Linked DNA regions of Sus scrofa: region 1 is linked to region 2. A link is a contact called in public promoter capture Hi-C data. All regions are on one chromosome and are shown on one strand. Each heading gives the region's core, a stretch centred on a gene start, on an enhancer-like site or on the middle of the called end of the contact. The rest is flanking DNA. Distances are from core to core; before and after follow the strand shown. Region 1 holds the start of LOC102160336 (ubiquitin-conjugating enzyme E2 E1). Region 2 has its middle 280 kb from the start of ZNF385D.

Evidence for each region. Promoter capture Hi-C pulls out the DNA fragments that hold promoters and counts their contacts.
Region 1: a contact with region 2 is called in a promoter capture Hi-C map of liver, with 8 times the contacts expected there. The contact joins the promoter of LOC102160336 here to the enhancer-like site in region 2. A contact is called at or near these places in 1 of 5 promoter capture datasets (liver), 4 of 47 Hi-C or Micro-C datasets (embryonic fibroblasts, mesenteric adipose tissue, omental adipose tissue and 1 more) and 1 of 2 datasets of contacts at active chromatin or transcription factors (skeletal muscle).

What each region holds. Positions count from the first base shown.
Region 1 is chr13:10,604,562-10,607,261 of Sscrofa11.1, reverse strand. LOC102160336 (ubiquitin-conjugating enzyme E2 E1) reads right to left here and starts at 1,425. Exons shown (of 6, transcript XM_021071421.1): 1 at 1,238-1,425; 2 at 1-163. The coding sequence starts at 130.
Region 2 is chr13:9,493,922-9,496,655 of Sscrofa11.1, reverse strand. No RefSeq gene overlaps it. Among named protein-coding and RNA genes, the nearest start is that of ZNF385D, 280 kb to the right of the region's middle. Within about 2 kb of position 1,330, at least 5 of the 83 cell types and tissues checked have an H3K27ac peak or open chromatin away from gene starts, as enhancers often do. A contact at or near this core is called in liver, where this site is marked.

The DNA of each region.
Region 1 (2,700 bases), core at 176-2,675, 1.1 Mb before region 2:
GTTTGGAGTTTTTGCTCATGCTGACTTTACTCTCCTTCTTCTTGGGGGTGTTTGTTTCTTTCTCGGTTTGCTGGTTGGAGGACGAAGATGAGGAGGAGCTGGTGCTGGCCCTCGAATCGTCATCCGACATAGCGAACCCCCCACCCCACCCCGCAAACAGCCCCTGCAGGGGGAGGGAAACAAAACAGAAACACAAACCATGCAGCCAGTGTAAATAAGGAACTCGGGCGCTGTCAGGAGGGCTTCGGCCGGGGGTGCACCCAGCCGCCCACCGCCCTCCACTCGCTTTTCAAAGTCTTCGGGCCCATCATGGCTTTTGCAAATTGGACGCGGCTTGTTTGTTTATTCGGGGCCCCATGTGGGGGACGTGGTGGGAAAACGGTTGGGAGGGCAGAGAGCAGCCCCTCCCTCGCCCCCCGGGGCTCCCCTCCGGGCGGGGAGAGGAGCAGCCGGCGGGCGGGGGTGCGGGGCGCCCGGCCGGGGCGGGCAGGGAAGGTCCCGGCGGCCAGCCGGCCTCGGGCTGTTTTCGGCGGCTTTCCGGGGGTCGTAGGGGAGCTGGGGGCCAGCCGCCGAGTTTGGCGAGGTCAGGAGGAGAGGAGGGCGGAGAGGAGTAAGAGAGGAAGCCGAAACGGGGGGACGGAGGCGGGCAGCGGGGGCCCGCGTGGGGGAAGGGAGAGGCCGGAGGGGGGTAGGAGCGACGAGGCCCGAGGCCCCCGCCGCGCCCCGACGCCCCTTGCCAGCCAGCCCCCGGACCGTGCGGGTCGGGTCTGCGCGGCCCGGGCGGGGGTCCCAGGCACACGCCCGATCGGCACCCCGGGTGGGGGCGGGGGTGAGGGGGGGACTCGGCCTCCTCTGCTGAGGAATAACAATGAGCCCGTGCGCCCCGGAGGGGTTAATCCCCACGGGCCCCCGCCCCAGGGGAAAACGGGGCTCCCCGCCTCCCCTCCCCCGTTCCCGGCCCCTCGGCGGCCAGCGGGGGGCTCCCGGGGCAGCGCTGACAGTTCGAGCCCTGTGCCCCCCGCCCCCGACGCGGGCGGCCCCGCACCCCACGCGGCCCGGGGCCCTGCCCATCCCCCGCGGGCGGGCCCGGACCCCCGGAGCTCCCTAGCCCCTCTCCGCGCCCCCGGCCCCGTGCCCGGCGGCCCGGGCGGCGCGGGTCGGGGGCGGCGGCGAGGGGTGTCCCCGAAGCCCGGCGGCGCGGCCGGGGGGCGGCAGGCGGCGGGGGGGATCCCCGTACCTCTCTTTGTGTCTGGCTGCTCCGTGCCGCCGCGGCGGCTGCTGCTGCGGCTGCGGCTGGGCCTGGCCACTCGTGTCTCTCTCGCTGGGAGAGAAGCGGAAGTGCAGCAACAGCAACTATTAAACAGGCAATGGCTTCCCCCAGCCACACACGCTCGCACACACACTCCTCCTCCCCCTCCCCCACCCCGTCCGGCCGGTCCCACCCACCCGCGCTCCCCTCCCCGGGCACACCTCCGGGGGGCGCCAGGAGCACCCGGGGACCCCGGGAAGCCCGGCCCCTCCCCGCCCCACCCCCACCCCGGCGCCTCGTCGGGACGCGGGGCCAGGGGGCAAGGGCTGTGAATTTTCTCCGGAGGAGTCTGGGGGACCCCTGGATCCTGGGCTGAAGAGGGGAAGCCGTCCCGAGACTGGGGGCGCTGGGAACTGTCGGGAATAGGGCGACCGCGAGGGGAAGTTCTTACCAAAAGGGCTTTGGGAAAGCGGGGGCAGTTTGGTAAAAAAGATGGTAATCTGGTGCCAGGACTTTGGACTAGTGAATACCGAGGGAACTCCTCCTAAAAAGTGATCAGTTTAAGGGAGAAAGAAAGAAATCCCACAACAGGGTTTCCTTTGGGCTGACCCTGGCTTCCCCCTCTGGCAATTTACCTGCTAGGAGCAGAGGTCGGTTTAGGCACGCCTGTGAGAAAATCCCAAGATTGGAGTTTTCTGCTCAGGCACGTGCAATTTTACAATTTTCGATTCTTCCAGTCACTTTTTATAGAAAGAAGTGTTTTATAAAAGTGATACAGTGGATTTCGTGACAGGTAAAACCAACCAACGTCTAAGAGGCTTTCTAATGTGAGAAATCAATGGGAATAAACCCTCTACTACTGAATTAGACTGGATTTAGAATTTTTGCTGTCGGAAATTATATTAAAAGTTTTGAGGACGGCTGCAGCTTCTTCAGCGACAATATAAATGCTATTCAAATCATAAGATTTTAATAATAATCCCTCTAATTCTTCGGAACTCTTCTTTATTTATCGTGTTTACCAAGATTAATTTTTTTTAGTTAAGCCATCAAATTACAATTCAGTTTCTCACTTATTTGTCATTTCAGTTGCAGGAAACTGAAGAGATATGTGTAGTGTAACATATACTAGGTGTGGTACACTAAGCAACTGCCCAGATTTCCCTGGGCCACTCTAAATTATCCCAAACTGCCATCCTTTTCCATAGCAACAGTGTGGCTTCATTTACCACCGGACAACAGAAGACATAAAGCCAGTGGCATATCCAACTAACCAGGAAAACAAGCATTCTTACCACCCACCTAAACCTCTTCTAGTCCTCAACATGAAACTCCAACTTTTTTAAGAGTCATAAAGTAATCGTGCAGACTTCTTGCTCAGTCCTTTCCGGGAAACCTGTATCTGTCTACTTGCAGAAATTGTCATAGACCTGAGGGGTCCAAAAACTGGG
Region 2 (2,734 bases), core at 81-2,580:
ATAAAGTTGCCCATGTTGGTTTTTTCTTACTACTTTGTCAGCAATGCTGGTCTGCTTTACCTGCCTGGATCCTCTAGGAATCTGAGTTGAAAACCCCAAATTAATGAAGGTAAATCTTTTTGTAAAGCAGGGGTGGCTAATTAGAATCAGTTAGTGCTTTTCTAACCCCTATGCCCTAAACATGCAGAATCAAGCCTTAGCGTCTTCTTCCATCTCCCATTTTATTCTCTTTGAGTCTGTTTGCAGTTTGCTACCATCAAACAGTGGTTAATGTGACTCACTTTCAAGAGGAGTTATGGAAAAGAGCATTGTGTAGAAGGACATTTCCTGTGGCTGTCTGTCTTGGGATGTCTCTTAGATGGGATGTGACCCCATCTAAAGAAGCTTGCAGCAGGAGAAAATAATCTTTTTCCAAATATCTTTTTCTTCCAAATTGCTAGTCTTTCTGGAGGGCTAAATTAAGGAATTTATAAAAAAAGCCTTAACATCTTATATATCCTTTAACCCTGTAATTTCATCCTAGGAAACATATTTTGAAGGAATAAGCAGAGATGGTATCACACATTGATTGTGATGGTGTTCATAATTGCAAACATAAATATTTAGGGTGTGTCTGTGTTTTAAAATTAGAATAAACTATGGCATGTTCTTATCATAATTGAAGCTATGAAGCTACTGAAAATAATGTTTTAAAGAATACTCAATGATGGAGTAAATGCCTATGATGTATTATAACATGGACAAAGTCAATAAGATGACAACTCTAAAACACATTTATTTGCAGATATACAGGAAAAACCCAAAATGATTTCATAACAAAATGTTAATGATTATCTAGAACAGGGACTTTCACTTTTTCTCTTTTCTGTAATTTGCAGCATTTGCCACAAATACGTAGCTTTTATAGGGAGGAAAAAGTTTATAAGAATTTTCTTCTCCTCTTCCTCTTCTGGCTTTCCCTCCAGATACGACCCCCTCCCCAGCCTTTAACAGCTGGAATAGGAGAAAGAATAGGTCAGAATAGTCACCAAGTGATGGCTGTTAGAGTCAGACTGCTTGAGTTCAAGTTCCAGTTCAGATATTTTTTGGCTTTATGAGCTTTAGCAAGTTCTTAGCTTTTCCGTACCTCAGTTTCCCCATCTGTAAAATGTGTGTGTGACAATACTTGCATCTTAGGGTTGTTGTAAGGATTTATTGGCCCCAAACAAGCTGACAGCCAGATATTTCTCCAGCAAAGATGATTTCATTTGGGATCAGCAGAGTTGCAGTTCAGAGTCTGCAACCACAGTGAGTCACATGCAAGTCTCTGCAAAACAAGGAAATGAGAAAGCTTTTATAGAGGGAAAAAGGAATCTGGGGGGTGGGGGGCTTTAGTAAACTGAAGAGTTCATGACATTTCAATAGCTGGGTCCTTGCCAGGAAAGAGGAGTAATCTTTTCCTGTTGGGCTCTGCAATCATCACAGAGTGTGAGAGCTCCCCCTTCTGGCCTCCCAGCTCTTATTAGGTGGGGTTTCTGTTTACTAATTTTACACATTAAAGTTTATATTTTAAAGCACTTAAAGCCTAACTTATTTTAGATGTGCTCTGTGTTTATTGAGTAGATCAAATGTAGTATGAGGGTTTTAGATCAGAAATTGTAATAACATTTTAAAATTTAGGTTGCAGAGTTTTGAAGGTATTTGTTTCCTTTGTATTTTTCAATTGACCAAAGATAATTCATAGTCCACTGTGCTTTATGAGGTCGGTCCAAGTTATTGGAAGAGCCATTGACCATTTGGTTACAATGTATCAAAAGATTCTAGAATCTTCTAGAACTCCCCAAGGACAGGATGGGATTCATGAACATTGCTAGAGGGGTTTTGTAGAGCAGCTCTGATGGATTGTGATATAATTTAATGGTTCATTAAACTAAAGGAGGCCATAAATTCAGATCAAACTGCCAGGATGCATACTTTGCCTGTCTCAGAAGAATCTGGAAACATTAGTTTAACAGTCAAGTGGCAACATTCTGTGGCCAAAGTTTTTTTAAAAAATATTCTTGTTAGAGGTTTTCCTAATCACATACTAAATGCAGATGGGATTAACTTATATGCACTGGCCTAGGGACTGTAGGAAAGGGAATATTTTTATTTTAATGGAAAGTGTGCACTTGCTCCTTAAGAAGTATTCCTGGGTCTGAGGCTTCCTGCCTTCAAGGAGCTTGGCACAACCATCCTTTGACTTTGCAGCTGGAAATTGCTGGACCTATTATAAGCACTTCAAAAGTAATTGTTTTTAAATTAGTGATAAGGCAGCTAGAGCTAATATTTTAGGTAAATAAGCTCTTTGCATTTTAGAAATTCCAAGTAAATAAATTCTAGGTTCAGTATATTGGTCATTGCCAACTTCCCAAGCTTGTATCCATTTGACAAATATCCCTTTATGCTCACTCCCAAATTCAGGCATAATGGATCAAAAGTACACCAATCTCACAGCTAAGACCTACCACCAACATTAGAAAAAAATGGCAGTTGTGAACTTGCCAAACAAGTGATCTCTCGTGTTATTTGCCTGAGCTGGGCCCCTCTGCCAAAAATGCTTCATTTCTAGGTATTTGCATGTTGCCTCCAGGTTTCTGATCTACTGTCGCCTTATCAATGAGAACTTTTCCACCCATCTTATATAATAGGGTAATTGACTTCATACATACACATACATGTACATGCATAGATACACACACATGCACTCACATGG